3 separate regions of the Mus musculus genome follow, and regions 1 and 2 are each linked to region 3. A link is a contact called in public HiCAR-type and promoter capture Hi-C data. All regions are on one chromosome and are shown on one strand. Each heading gives the region's core, a stretch centred on a gene start, on an enhancer-like site or on the middle of the called end of the contact. The rest is flanking DNA. Distances are from core to core; before and after follow the strand shown.

Region 1 (3,904 bases), core at 476-2,975, 400 kb after region 3:
TCAACTGGCCAGCCTGGGCAACTGTCTATCTCAAAAAAAAGAGAAACATTTTAATGTAAAAATATTCTGAAGAGATGGCTCATAACCACCAGTAACTGTGGTTCCTGGGATACCCGGCACCTGTGATTACTGTAGGCACCTGCACTCATACATTTAAAAACGATAAAAATAAATACTTAAAATGTAAAACCCAGGCAACTCATTTTCAAGCCCCCCCTCCGCCCCCAGCTATAGGAAGCTACTTCTTTGCTTCTGAACAAACTTGCTTGTTTGCCCTTCAAAAACAATATTGTTCCCAATCACAAAAGAAGTCATTAGATAGGCACTCACTGATAAGTGGATATTAGCCCAGAAACTTAGAATACCCAAGATAGCCAAGATACAATTTGCAAAACACATGAAACTCAAGAAGGAAAACCAACGTGTGGATACTTCATTCCTCCTTAGAATAGGGAAAATACCCATGAAAGGAGTTACAGAGAAAAAGTTTGGGGCTAAGAAGAAAGGATGGACTATCCAGAGACTGCCCCACCCAGGGATCCATCCCATAATCAGCCACCAAACCCAGATACTATTGCATATGCCAGAAAGATTTTGCTGAAGGGACCCTGATATAGCTGTCTCCTGTGAGGCTATGCTAAACACAGAAGTGGATGCTCACAGTCAGCTATTGGATGGATCACAGGGCCCCCAATGCAGGAGCTAGAGAAAGTAACCAAGGAGCTAAAGGGATCTGCAACCCTATAGGTGGAACAACAATATGAACTAACCAGTACCCTGGAGCTCCTGTCTCTAGCTGCATATGTAGCAGAAGATGGCCTAGTCGGCCATCACTGGGAAGAGGCCCCTTGGTCTTGCAAACTTTATATGCCCCAGTACAAGGGAACGCCAGAGCCGGGAAATGGGAGTGGGTGGCTAGAGGAGCAGGGTGGGGGGAGGGTATAGGAGACTTTCGGGATAGCATTTGAAATGTAAATAAAGAAAATATCTAATAAAAAATTGGAAAAAAATCACGAGTCTCAGCAGGGAGCATCTCCACCTGCTGAGCCATTTTGCAGGCCTGGTCCTGTTTTGTGATGATCTCATCCCTAGATGCAGTCAGAAAGCCTGGCTTACTGAACTTTCGACATCTAGGAAATTCCATGTTAGAGGTGGCAAAATCATCTCAAATTCAAACAAACAAACAAACAAAAACTATTGTTTGGTTTTCATTTTTCAAGACAGGGGTTCTCTGTATAGCCTTGGCTATCCTGGAACTAGCTCTGTAGACCAGAATGGCCTTCAACTTACAGAGATCCTCCTGCCTCTGCCTCCCGAGTGCTGGGATTAAAGGTGTGTGCCACCATTACCCAGCTAATAACATTCTTTTTACAAATAAAAATATAGTAGGACCACTTAAAAAAAAAGCCAATCAACAAGGCGAATGACCAAAGTTAAATAATATTTTATTACCAACTCCAACAAGGCTCTCTCTTTACAACCACTTATTCAGTGAACAGTTAAGGGAACAGGCTGGTCTCATTTTATGAAGTCCTACATTCACAGAGCAGATGAGAGCCAATGCTCTGTTTTTTAAGGGGAACCCATGAGAACTAAAGGAAGTGAACTTCCTTTAGCCTGGGCTGTTAGAAATCTACATTGGGAAATTAAAAGCACATTCTGTGGACAGTGCGCTCGCTATGATTAGCATGTTGCTAAGTCACTGTTTGCTCACTGGGCGAGCCATAATCTAGGGAACAACCCTTTCCCAGGCCTGCCCTGTGGCTTTCTCCCGCAGCGCTGTACAGCCCAGTTCCCAGTAAATTAGAAACAAAGAAAGCTTTGCCAGTCACTCAGTCAACCCTTACCACACAAAGGCTTGCTGGGGAGATGTGCTGAATCCCACAAGAACTGGGCTCCACCTAATCCCAGAACCAGTACACGCAGCAAGCACTGGAGCTGGGGACCCTACAGAGCAAGGGAGCAGAAGCCAGAGGGTTCCCCCCTCAGCTCCTCCAAGGTCTGCCTGGAGGGAGGACTGAAGCTCCCAGGGGCTCTGATTCAGCCTGCCTTTGGGTGAGTTTCACACTGGTTTGTACTTTTGAGAACTTAATTCAAAGATCACACTCAAAGTGTTTCTTCTGCACTGCCCTGGGCAATAGGGGGTTCTCTTTAATTCTGGGGGAAAAGAGATAATACAATGCAAAACTCTACCAACCACGGGTTGTTTTTCTTTACTTGGTTTTCGACTGGTTCTGAAAACTCTGGAGGAACTCCAATGGACGCACACTATTGGGTCTGCGAATGCCTTTCTCTGTGGCTCGATTTAGCAGCGGTTCTTGATGCTACAGTTTTCAGTCCAGTGCTGGGCAAGCCCATCTCCTACCTGGCTTCTTAACACCTGACTCAACATCGAAGTCTTAAAGGAACAGATTCTATTAAAAAAAAAAAATAAAAAGTGGGCGGCTGGTGAGGTTGGATCAGCGGTTGGGAGCACTGACTGCTCTTCTGAAGGTCCCAAGTTCAAATCCCAGCAACCACATGGTGGCTCACAACCATCTGTACAGCTACAGTGTACTCATATACATAGAATAAATAAATAAATAAATCATCAGAAAACTCAAATAAAAAGTGGAGGGGCTGGTGAGATGGCTCAGTGGGTAAGAGCACTCACTGTTCTTCCAAAGGTCCTGAGTTCAAATCCCAGCAGCCACATGGTGGCTCACAACCACCCGTGATGAGATCTGACACCCTCTTCTGGTGTGTCTGATGTCTGCTACAGTAAACTTATATATAATAATAAATAAATATTTTTTAAAAATAATAAAATAAAATAAAAAGTGGAGCCAGAATGGAGGAAAATGAGTCATTCCAACACTGGAGAGGCTACGGCAGAAAGATGGCAAAATTGAAGACAGCCTGGACCACAGAGTAAGAAAGACCCTGTCTCAAAACAAAACAAAAGGAGAAAACGATGCAAGGTTATCCCTAGCTACAGAGTTCAAGGTCAACTAGAAACATGTGAGACACGGACATACACAAACTTTTCTTTAATTTTTAAAAATCGCTAAGAAAGAAAACTGAGCTTTTAGACACATACCAATCATGTTAGTCCAAGCAGTCATAACAAAACACCAGACTGGAGAATTTACTTGACCCACGTTTCTCAGTCTAGAGGCTGGGAAATCTGGCATCCAAGTGCTGACACGGGAAAGAAAGCCCTGGTCTTGGGGCTGGGAAGATGGCTCAGCGGTTAAGAGCACTGGCTGTTCTTCCAAAGGACCTGGGTTCAATTCCCAGCAACTACATGGCAGCTGGCAACTGTCTGTAACTCCAATGCCAGGGGCTCTGACACCCTCAGACACAAAGACAGATATGCAGGCAAAACATCAATGCACATAAAAATTAATAAGTAAAATTAACAAAACAAAAAACCCTGGTCTCCCTCATCACTCTCATGTCGTCACCTAACCTCAGCATCTCCAAATAGCAGCACACTGGGGATAGGGTACCAACATCATGGTACCAACTCACTCATTTTGGCCACATGTACCTCTGAGGGGAGGGTCTTTCTACCCTATCACTGGAGTAAAGTCTTGGGGAAGGAGATGACCCAGAAGTAGGAAGAAAAAAAAGCAAACAGTCGTGAGGTAGACATCCTTAAGAGATGTACTGGGCTGCTTTCTTCAGAAGTGCACCACCATGAAACTGGAAGGCACAAACAGTTTGACAAAGCTCCCTGCCGCCTTGGTCCAACCCTTCAGGGCTTCACTGGACCCCTTCTCAAGCCTTCCTAGTCCTTATTCCAACAACAGCCCCGCACTGCATCTGACTCACTCACAAAAACGTGGTGCCAGCCGGGCGTGGTGGCGCACACCTCCCAGCACTCGGGAGTCAGAGGTAGGCGGATTTCTGAGTTCGAGGC
Region 2 (3,681 bases), core at 53-2,552, 420 kb after region 3:
TTTTTCAAGTGAGCCTTCCCTGGAGAGAGAATTTACTTTTTCAAGTGGTTATCAGTTGGAGATAGTGGCTGGATTAAGGATGGGGATAGCTGTCTACTTCTTTGGGCTCTAGGAGCTTATCGGTGAAGATCCACACAGGCTCTGTGCATGCTGCCTCAGTTCACTGAGTTCACATATTTATCGATCTTTTTTGCTTTGGAGGGCCTTGTTTTCTCCGTGCCCTTCATCCCTTTTGCTCTTACTCTTTCTGCCTCTGCTCCTTTGGGGTTCCCTAAGGGGAGGGTTTCATATTCACCCATTTAGGGCTCACTGTTCCAAGGTCTTGGACGCTCCTCTGTATACTTTTTTTTTCTTTTGTTTTTTTCAATCAGGGTTTCTCTGTGCAGTCCTGGAACTCACTCTGTAGACCAGGCTGGCCTTGAACTCAGAGATCCATCTGCCACTGCCTCCCTAGTGCTGTGGTTAAAAGTGTCCGAAGTCCAAACTCCAAACCTTCACACTTTAGTCACTATCTCCTCAGGAAATTCTTCTCCACACTGCAGAACGTGGTTCTGTAGCACTCTATACAGACATTCCTATCATGGCACCAGACATCAGATAGTCTCTGTACAGGACATGTATCCCAGGGCTGAGTTTGTTTAGGACAAATTCAGTAACTTACACATACTTGGAACTTAAGCTAAACTGAAGAGCGACTGGGGGTATTGATGGTTGAGGACTTGCCAAGTTGGGAATCTTGTCAGTGGGAAGGCCCTCCATTCCTGAACTCTAAGTTACCAGAGCTGAGTCATGGAGTGGCAGGGAAGTCACTGTGAGGCCAACGTTAAGTCATAACTGTAACACGTGTAGGCATTGACAGGGAGAACAGTGAGTGGGGGGCAGGTCTAGGGAACTCTCCACGCGGGTGTGGGGCAGGAACAGGCACTAGGGAGCAGACCCCACTTTTAAGCTTCCCGCAGGACCTGTTAGGAAGAGAAGATGCTTAGTAACTAGTTAGCTAAGAACCAAACGCCCTGTTACCCCCAAGGGACACAAGGCCACCGGGCCTCGCAGCGTCAACCGCCCCTTTTAAGTCATTTCAGTCTTCTGAGCACCATCTTTTAGACCTGCACAGTCTGATAAGCCACTGTCATCGTGACCAGCCTCAGATCCACAGGACAGGGACCGTCCCAGCCGAAGGAGATGACCCGCGCCGTCTGAGCAATCGCATCCGGGCCCGCGCCCCAGCCTCAGGGCACAGCATCCTCCCTCCATTCCTCCCAGCCCGAGGCCTCCGGGGCGAGCTCGCGGAAGGCACGGCCGGAAGGGGCGGGCACTGCGCCCAGCGAGCCCTCCGCGCCATGGCTTCTCGTGGCGTCGTGGGCCTTTTCTTGCTCTCTGCTCTCCCTCTCTTGTGTCTGGAGCTCCGGCGCGGGATCCCGAGTCTCGGTAAGTGTTGCCTTTCTCCTCTCGGTGCTCCCAGCTGGAGTGTTGTCACCTGAGCGGCGCGGACCTCCGCGCGCTTTTGACTACAATCCCCAGAATCCATCGCGCCCGCCCCTCTTCCGGAACCGCCTCCATTTCCGCGGGAAAAAGTTCTCTTGATCTCTGGCCAGGGTCGGCTTGGAAAGGGACCCGAGTGAGAAGCGCAGGGACAGATAGGAACTGTTTCGCCTCTAAGAGTAATGAGAGCCGGAAGTAAATAAGCTGATAGCTGAGCCATGTTTCAGGTGAAAGCCTTTGTGTCATGATCAAGGAATGGATGAAAGGGAGTCCCCAAGTACCATTTCTGAGAATCTTATTCTAAGTCAGACCCTGTTTGCAATCTCACTCTCCACTACTGCCACAACGACTTGTAGGTACTGTTAGCCTAAAAAACAGCGCTCTGCCCCAGAGCAGGTCAGAGTTTATTTTGGAATCGAATCTAAATGTCCGTGGTGTTCTGAGAATACGGATTTGGGTTACTTCAAATTCTCGGTTCCACGGTTCCAAAAGTTTTTATTGTAACAGCCAAAAAAATGTCACAAAACACCTTAAATATATGTAGGTCCATCAGGGAGATGAGTTACAGCAACGTGTAGGAAAACCTCTCGCAGAGGGCTCAGGTGCTCACAAAATAAACTTTTGGATTGGTAGAAGGTTGTGGGCTAAGTTAATATATTGTGTAGGTTCCATGTGATAGGCATAGTTAGGTCAGGCATATAGGTGAACAATGAGTGACTATTAAGTGGGCTAATTAAAGCCCATAATAATCCATGGTTAGGCTCTGGACCTGCAACATTTGAACCATTCCATAGTCTAAAAAGTTCTTATCAGTTAATCACCTTCTGTAGAACATAAAAGTAAGGGGATACTTGAGTTTACAGTACTGTTAAAATCTTTACATTTGAGAGCACTGTGATTTATTGAGGACGATCAGTGACTAATTGGAGGTGGTTTTGATTTTTTTTTAAGATTTATTTATTATATGTAAGTACACACAGTAGCTGTCTTCAGACACACCAGAAGAGGGCGTTAGATCTCATTATGAATGGTTGTGGGCCACCATGTGGTTGCTGGGAATTGAACTTAGGACCTTTGGAAGAGCAGTCAGTGCTCTTAACTGCTTAGCCATCTCTCCAGCTCTTTCCTTTCTTTTTCTTTCTTTCTTTCTTTCTTTCTTTCTTTTCTTTTCTTTTCTTTTCTTTTCTTTTCTTTTCTTTTCTTTTCTTTTCTTTTCTTTTCTTTTCTTTTCTTTTCTTTTCTTTTCTTTTCTTTTCTTTTCTTTTCTTTTTCTAGAGTTTTTCTGTGTAACAGCCCGTGGTGCCCTGGAATCACTTTATAGAGCAGGCTGGTCTTGAGCTCATAGAGATTCACCTGCCTCTGCCTCCCCAGTGCTGGGATTGAAGGTGTGCATCATCACTACCCTGCATGGTTTTTATTATTATGTGTGTCTTTTGAGTCTTCAATTAGCTTAGGTTAGCCTGTGTCTTGAAGCAAACCTCCTGCCTCATGTTTTCAGGTCCTATAGTAACCCATAGTTTTTTTTCTCTCTCTCTCTTTTTTTTTTGTTGTTTTATCGAGACAGGGTTTCTCTGTGTAGCCCTGACTGTCCTGGAACTCACTTTGTAGACCAGGTTGGCGTCAAACTCAGAAATTCGCCTGCCTCTGCCTCCCGCCCCTAGTTTTTTAAAGGGCCATTCTGGATTCTGTGTGGAGAATGCTTTGGAATGGAGCTATAGTGCAGAGTAGTGAGCCAAGTTAGAGTTTGCTGTAGTGAATAGTTACAGGGATGGCTTAGACTGGGGCAACAGAAGGAATATGAATGAATTGTGGACAGAGTTGAGATACGGTGAAGCAGAAACAAAAGCCCGCAGGTTAGTCTCCATGTCTGCCTCCCTCCTTAAGCACACTTTGTGTGGTGTGTTGTTGTTGGGTTTTGTTTGTTTGTATTTTGAGACAGGGTTTCTCTGTGTAGCTGGCTGACCTGGAACTCACTCTGTAGACCAGACTAGCCTGGAATTCAGAGATCAGCCTACCTCTGCTTCTTTTTTTTTTTTTTTTTTTTTTGGTTTTTTGAGACAGGGTTTCTCTGTGTAGCCCAGGCAGTCCTGGAATTCACTCTGTAGACCAGGTCAAACTCAGAAATCCGCTTGCCTCTGCCTTTTAAGTGCTAGGATTAAAGGAATATGTCATCACTGCCCAGACTCTAAAGTGAATGGC
Region 3 (3,727 bases), core at 1,036-3,535:
TCATTGAAGGAAGTCCAGACAGGAACTCAAATGAGACAGAAACCTGGAGGCAAGAGCTGACGCAGAGGCCATGGAGGGACGCTGCTTACTGGCTTGCTCAGTTTGCTTTCTTACAGATCCCAGAATCACAGCCCAGGGATGGCCCCACCCACAAATGGCTGAGCCCTCACTATCAATCACTGCTTAAGAAAATGCCTTACAGGTTTTCCTATCTGATGGAGGACTTTTGTTAACTGAGGTCCCCTCCTCTCAGATGACTTTAGCTTGTCTCAAGTTTATGTAAAACTATGCAGCACATATGAGTGTTCTGCCTCACCGGGCATGGTGGTGCACGCCTTTAATCCCAGCACTCGGGAGGCAGAGGCAGGTGGATTTCTGAATTGGAGGCCAACCTGGTCTACAGAGTGAGTTCCAGGACAGCCAGGGCTACACAGAGAAACCCTGCCTCGAAAAACCAAAAACCGAAAAAAAAAAAAAAAAAAAAAAAAAAAAGAGTGCCCAGGGCCTCAAGAGGAGGAAAAAAGACAGAGTCAGACACCTTGAAACTGGAGTTGAAGTCACTCCGTGAATGCTGGGAATTAAACCCCAGTCCTTTGAAAGAGCAGTGAGCGCTCTTAACCACTGAGCCATCTCTCCAGCCACTCTGAGAGTTACCAGGCTGGTTTTTAGAAGCATCTCCCCCATCCCCAAAACTGAAGAAGAGCCCTGCCGCTGCCCTGGGATGCCTTCTTCTAGTCTGAGGAGATTCTGATTCTTGACAATGCTTTGAGAGAGTTTGTGAACGAAAGTGTTTTGTTACAGCCGGGTGTGGGTCCAGCACTTGGGAGGCAGAGGCAGGCAGATTTCTGAATTCGAGGCCAGCCTGGTCTACAGAGTGAGTTCCAAGACAGCCAGGGCTACACAGAGAAACCCTGTCTCGAAAAAGAAAACAAAACTAAACTAAAAAAAGAAAAAAGAAAAAAAAGAAAGAAAGTTTTTTGTTTATTTTTCAGCTTTCATTTTTTTTCTTTTTTTTTTTTTAAAGATTTATTTATTGATTATATGTAAGTACACTGTAGCTGTCTTCAGACACTCCAGAAGAGGGTGCTAGATCTCGTTACAGATGGTTGTGAGCCACCATGTGGTTGCTGGGATTTGAACTCTAGACCTTTGGAAGAGCAGTCGGGTGCTCTTACCTGCTGAGCCATCTCACCAGCCCTCATTTTTTTTTCTTAATCAAATAACTCAACAATGTCATGACTAACTCCACTGATAGAAATGAGAGAGAGAGAGGGAGAGGGAGAGAGAGAGAGAGAGAGAGAGAGAGAGAGAGGCCAAGCTGTGGAAACAGATAAGGAAATGACAGGAGGAGAGAAGAGAAAGGACCAGAGAGACATCTTACGGCTTGACATGATCAAAGGACAGAAACACATCTATAAAAAGGAGAAACTGGACCCCGAGCTTCAATCAACCTTCTAGAGCAAAACCAGATCCTGAGCCATCCCTCCTCCATTGGAGGAGGGCTGCTTCAGCACCGCCGCCACCGTGGCCGGCCCAGAGCACTTCTCTGTTATTGTTAGTCGTCGTCTGTCCCCCCCCCCGACCCCCCCCCCCCGGCTGTGTCTATCGTTGTTGGGTTTTAGTGCTTCCTAAGTGTGGATTCAGATTTTTAACAGCTGCTTCCTTGATCTCTAAAAAGTGAAGACATTTTTGGCTGAACAGTTTGACTGATTCAAGCTGCAGAATTCCAAACGGCCAGCAGGGGTCAATCAACTAACGTGATATTTTCCCCCCTAACTTTTAAAAAAAAAAAAAAGTTCCATGGAATCTAGGTGGCAGCAATGGAAGTCCTCCTTCACCTGCGCTTGCTTCACGGGCTGTTCAGAGATGTTCTAACATAGTCTTTCTTTCCTTCCATTCATCTTTCCTTTCTTTCTTCCGTCTTTTTTTTTTTTTTTTTTTTTTTGCCATGCTGGGATCAAACTAAGGGCCTGCCTCCTACCTATATGCCAGGCAAACACTCTACTTCCAAGACTACAGCCCATTCCATCACTCACTTTTTACCGCCTGTCTCTTCCCTCCCTTCCAGCCCAGCACCCATTGAATTATCAAAGGCTCCTTGAACACTTCTCATCTATAAGATGCTATGTTTGATGTTTGGGGTATGGAGACAAAAAGGGGACCAGTGATTTCTTCTCTGCTCTAGAGAACTGTCTCCTGTTTGGCCGCAAGGCTAGATGGCTAGAGTAAAGCATTGGTAACATGGCTACGATCCCAACTCTTGGCTTGAAGAAGACGCAACTGACCAGAGCTGAGTGGTCCAGGCTGCTGGCGCTGTTGAGCTCCTTTGGGTCATTTAGGGACGTGGCTCCTTCCCATCATGTTGCATCACAGTTCCTAGGATGTTGTTCTTGGCTGAGTGGTCAAAGCTGGGTCATGACCACCTTATATTTGGTCCAGAAAAAGGGGAAGAGAAAAAGCAGACAGCAAACTGTTTCCCCTTAAGCAATAAGCATGGATGTCACGCTTATCTCTTCTATCCATAAACTAGGGTGGGGACCTAGTCATATGTTTGGCCTTGGCCACAAGGAAGTCTGGGAAATGTAGTCATTTGTTAGGTTGTGATATGCCTAAGGTGTTATTAGTAGTAGGGAATAGCTAGTATCTTATCAGGAACCTCTCCTTCCCTCCCCACTTTCTCTGACTCACAAAGAAAACAAAAAAACAAAAAAATCTTCATATCTTTTTTTTTAAAGATTTATCTATTTATTATATGAAGGTGCACTGTTGCTGTCTTCAGACACCCCAGAAGAGGGCACCAGATCCCATTACAGATGGTTGTGAGCCACCATATGGTTGCTGGGATTTGAACTCAGGACCTCTGGAAGAGCAGTCAGTGCTCTTAACCGCTGAGCCATCCCTCCAGCCCCTTTCATATCTTTTGATACTGCTACCAATTGTAACTTCACCGTCACCATTTAGAAACCGTCGTTCATAGGAACTGGTGGCGAATAGAATATCCTTCAGGGGCTGGTGAGATGGCTCAGTGGGTAAGGGCACCCGACTGCTCTTCCGAAGGTCCGAAGTTCAAATCCCAGCAACCACATGGTGGCTCACAACCACCCGTAATGAGATCTGATGCCCTCTTCAGGTGTATCTGAAGACAACTACAGTGTACTTACATATAATAAATAAATAAATCTTTAAAAAAAAAATTAAAAAAAAAAAAAAAAAAAAAAGAATATCCTTCAGAAGTTTACTGTGAACACCACTTTACTCCCAAGATGCATGCTGCTACCGCCCCTCCAAGGGTAACAAGTCTCACCATGACAACTAAGATGATTAATTCCCAGTAAAATGAGACCCGGACTAGAGATTACTTTCTGTGCATGAGAATGTGACATTTGAGTTGACTCTTTGAAGCATGATTAGAAGCCAGTCAGGTGGAAAAGGAGGAAGAACATTCCAGAGTGCGAACAATCTGTGCAGAGCCCTGTAGCCATGGAGGGTCAACTGCATGCATTATGCAGGGTGAGTCTGGATAGGGAGGCAAGCAGGAAATGGAAGAAAATAAGACTATGCCAGATCTACATTCCAAACTGGAGAATTAGATTTTGCCTTGCTGGGCAAACGCTTTGGCCTATTTCCCCTCGGTGTGTGTGTGTGTGTGTGTGTGTGTGTGTGTGTGTGTGTGTGTGTGTTTTCTTGTTTGTGTTCTCTCTCTCTCTCTCTCTCTCTCTCTCTCTCT

Evidence for each region. Promoter capture Hi-C pulls out the DNA fragments that hold promoters and counts their contacts. HiCAR-type assays count read pairs that join an accessible place to other places.
Region 1: a contact with region 3 is called in a HiCAR-type map of fibro-adipogenic progenitors, with 4 times the contacts expected there. The contact joins two enhancer-like sites. A contact is called at or near these places in 2 of 39 promoter capture datasets (frontonasal cranial neural crest and hippocampal neurons) and 2 of 115 datasets of contacts at active chromatin or transcription factors (fibro-adipogenic progenitors and pancreatic cancer cells).
Region 2: a promoter capture Hi-C map of 3T3-L1-derived adipocytes shows a contact between it and region 3, with 3 times the contacts expected there. The contact joins the promoter of Ubxn8 here to the enhancer-like site in region 3. A contact is called at or near these places in 5 of 39 promoter capture datasets (the 3T3-L1 cell line, 3T3-L1-derived adipocytes, the HPC-7 cell line and 2 more), 5 of 115 datasets of contacts at active chromatin or transcription factors (embryonic forebrain, embryonic limb bud, embryonic stem cells and 1 more) and 1 of 9 other capture datasets (adipose tissue).

Annotation. Positions count from the first base shown.
Region 1 is chr8:33,658,537-33,662,440 of GRCm38.p6, reverse strand. All of the region lies in intron 1 of Gsr (glutathione reductase), which reads right to left. Among named protein-coding and RNA genes, the nearest start is that of Gsr, 7.3 kb to the right of the region's middle. Within about 2 kb of position 1,725, at least 169 of the 459 cell types and tissues checked have an H3K27ac peak or open chromatin away from gene starts, as enhancers often do. A contact at or near this core is called in fibro-adipogenic progenitors, where this site is marked.
Region 2 is chr8:33,639,597-33,643,277 of GRCm38.p6, reverse strand. It overlaps Ubxn8 (UBX domain protein 8), which reads left to right and starts at 1,302. Exons shown (of 8, transcript NM_178648.2): 1 at 1,302-1,428. The coding sequence starts at 1,341.
Region 3 is chr8:34,064,164-34,067,890 of GRCm38.p6, reverse strand. It overlaps Gm40487 (a long non-coding RNA gene), which reads right to left. Exons shown (of 3, transcript XR_870314.2): 3 at 3,320-3,516. Among named protein-coding and RNA genes, the nearest start is that of Gm40486, 10 kb to the right of the region's middle. Within about 2 kb of position 2,285, at least 56 of the 459 cell types and tissues checked have an H3K27ac peak or open chromatin away from gene starts, as enhancers often do. A contact at or near this core is called in 3T3-L1-derived adipocytes, adipose tissue and fibro-adipogenic progenitors, where this site is marked.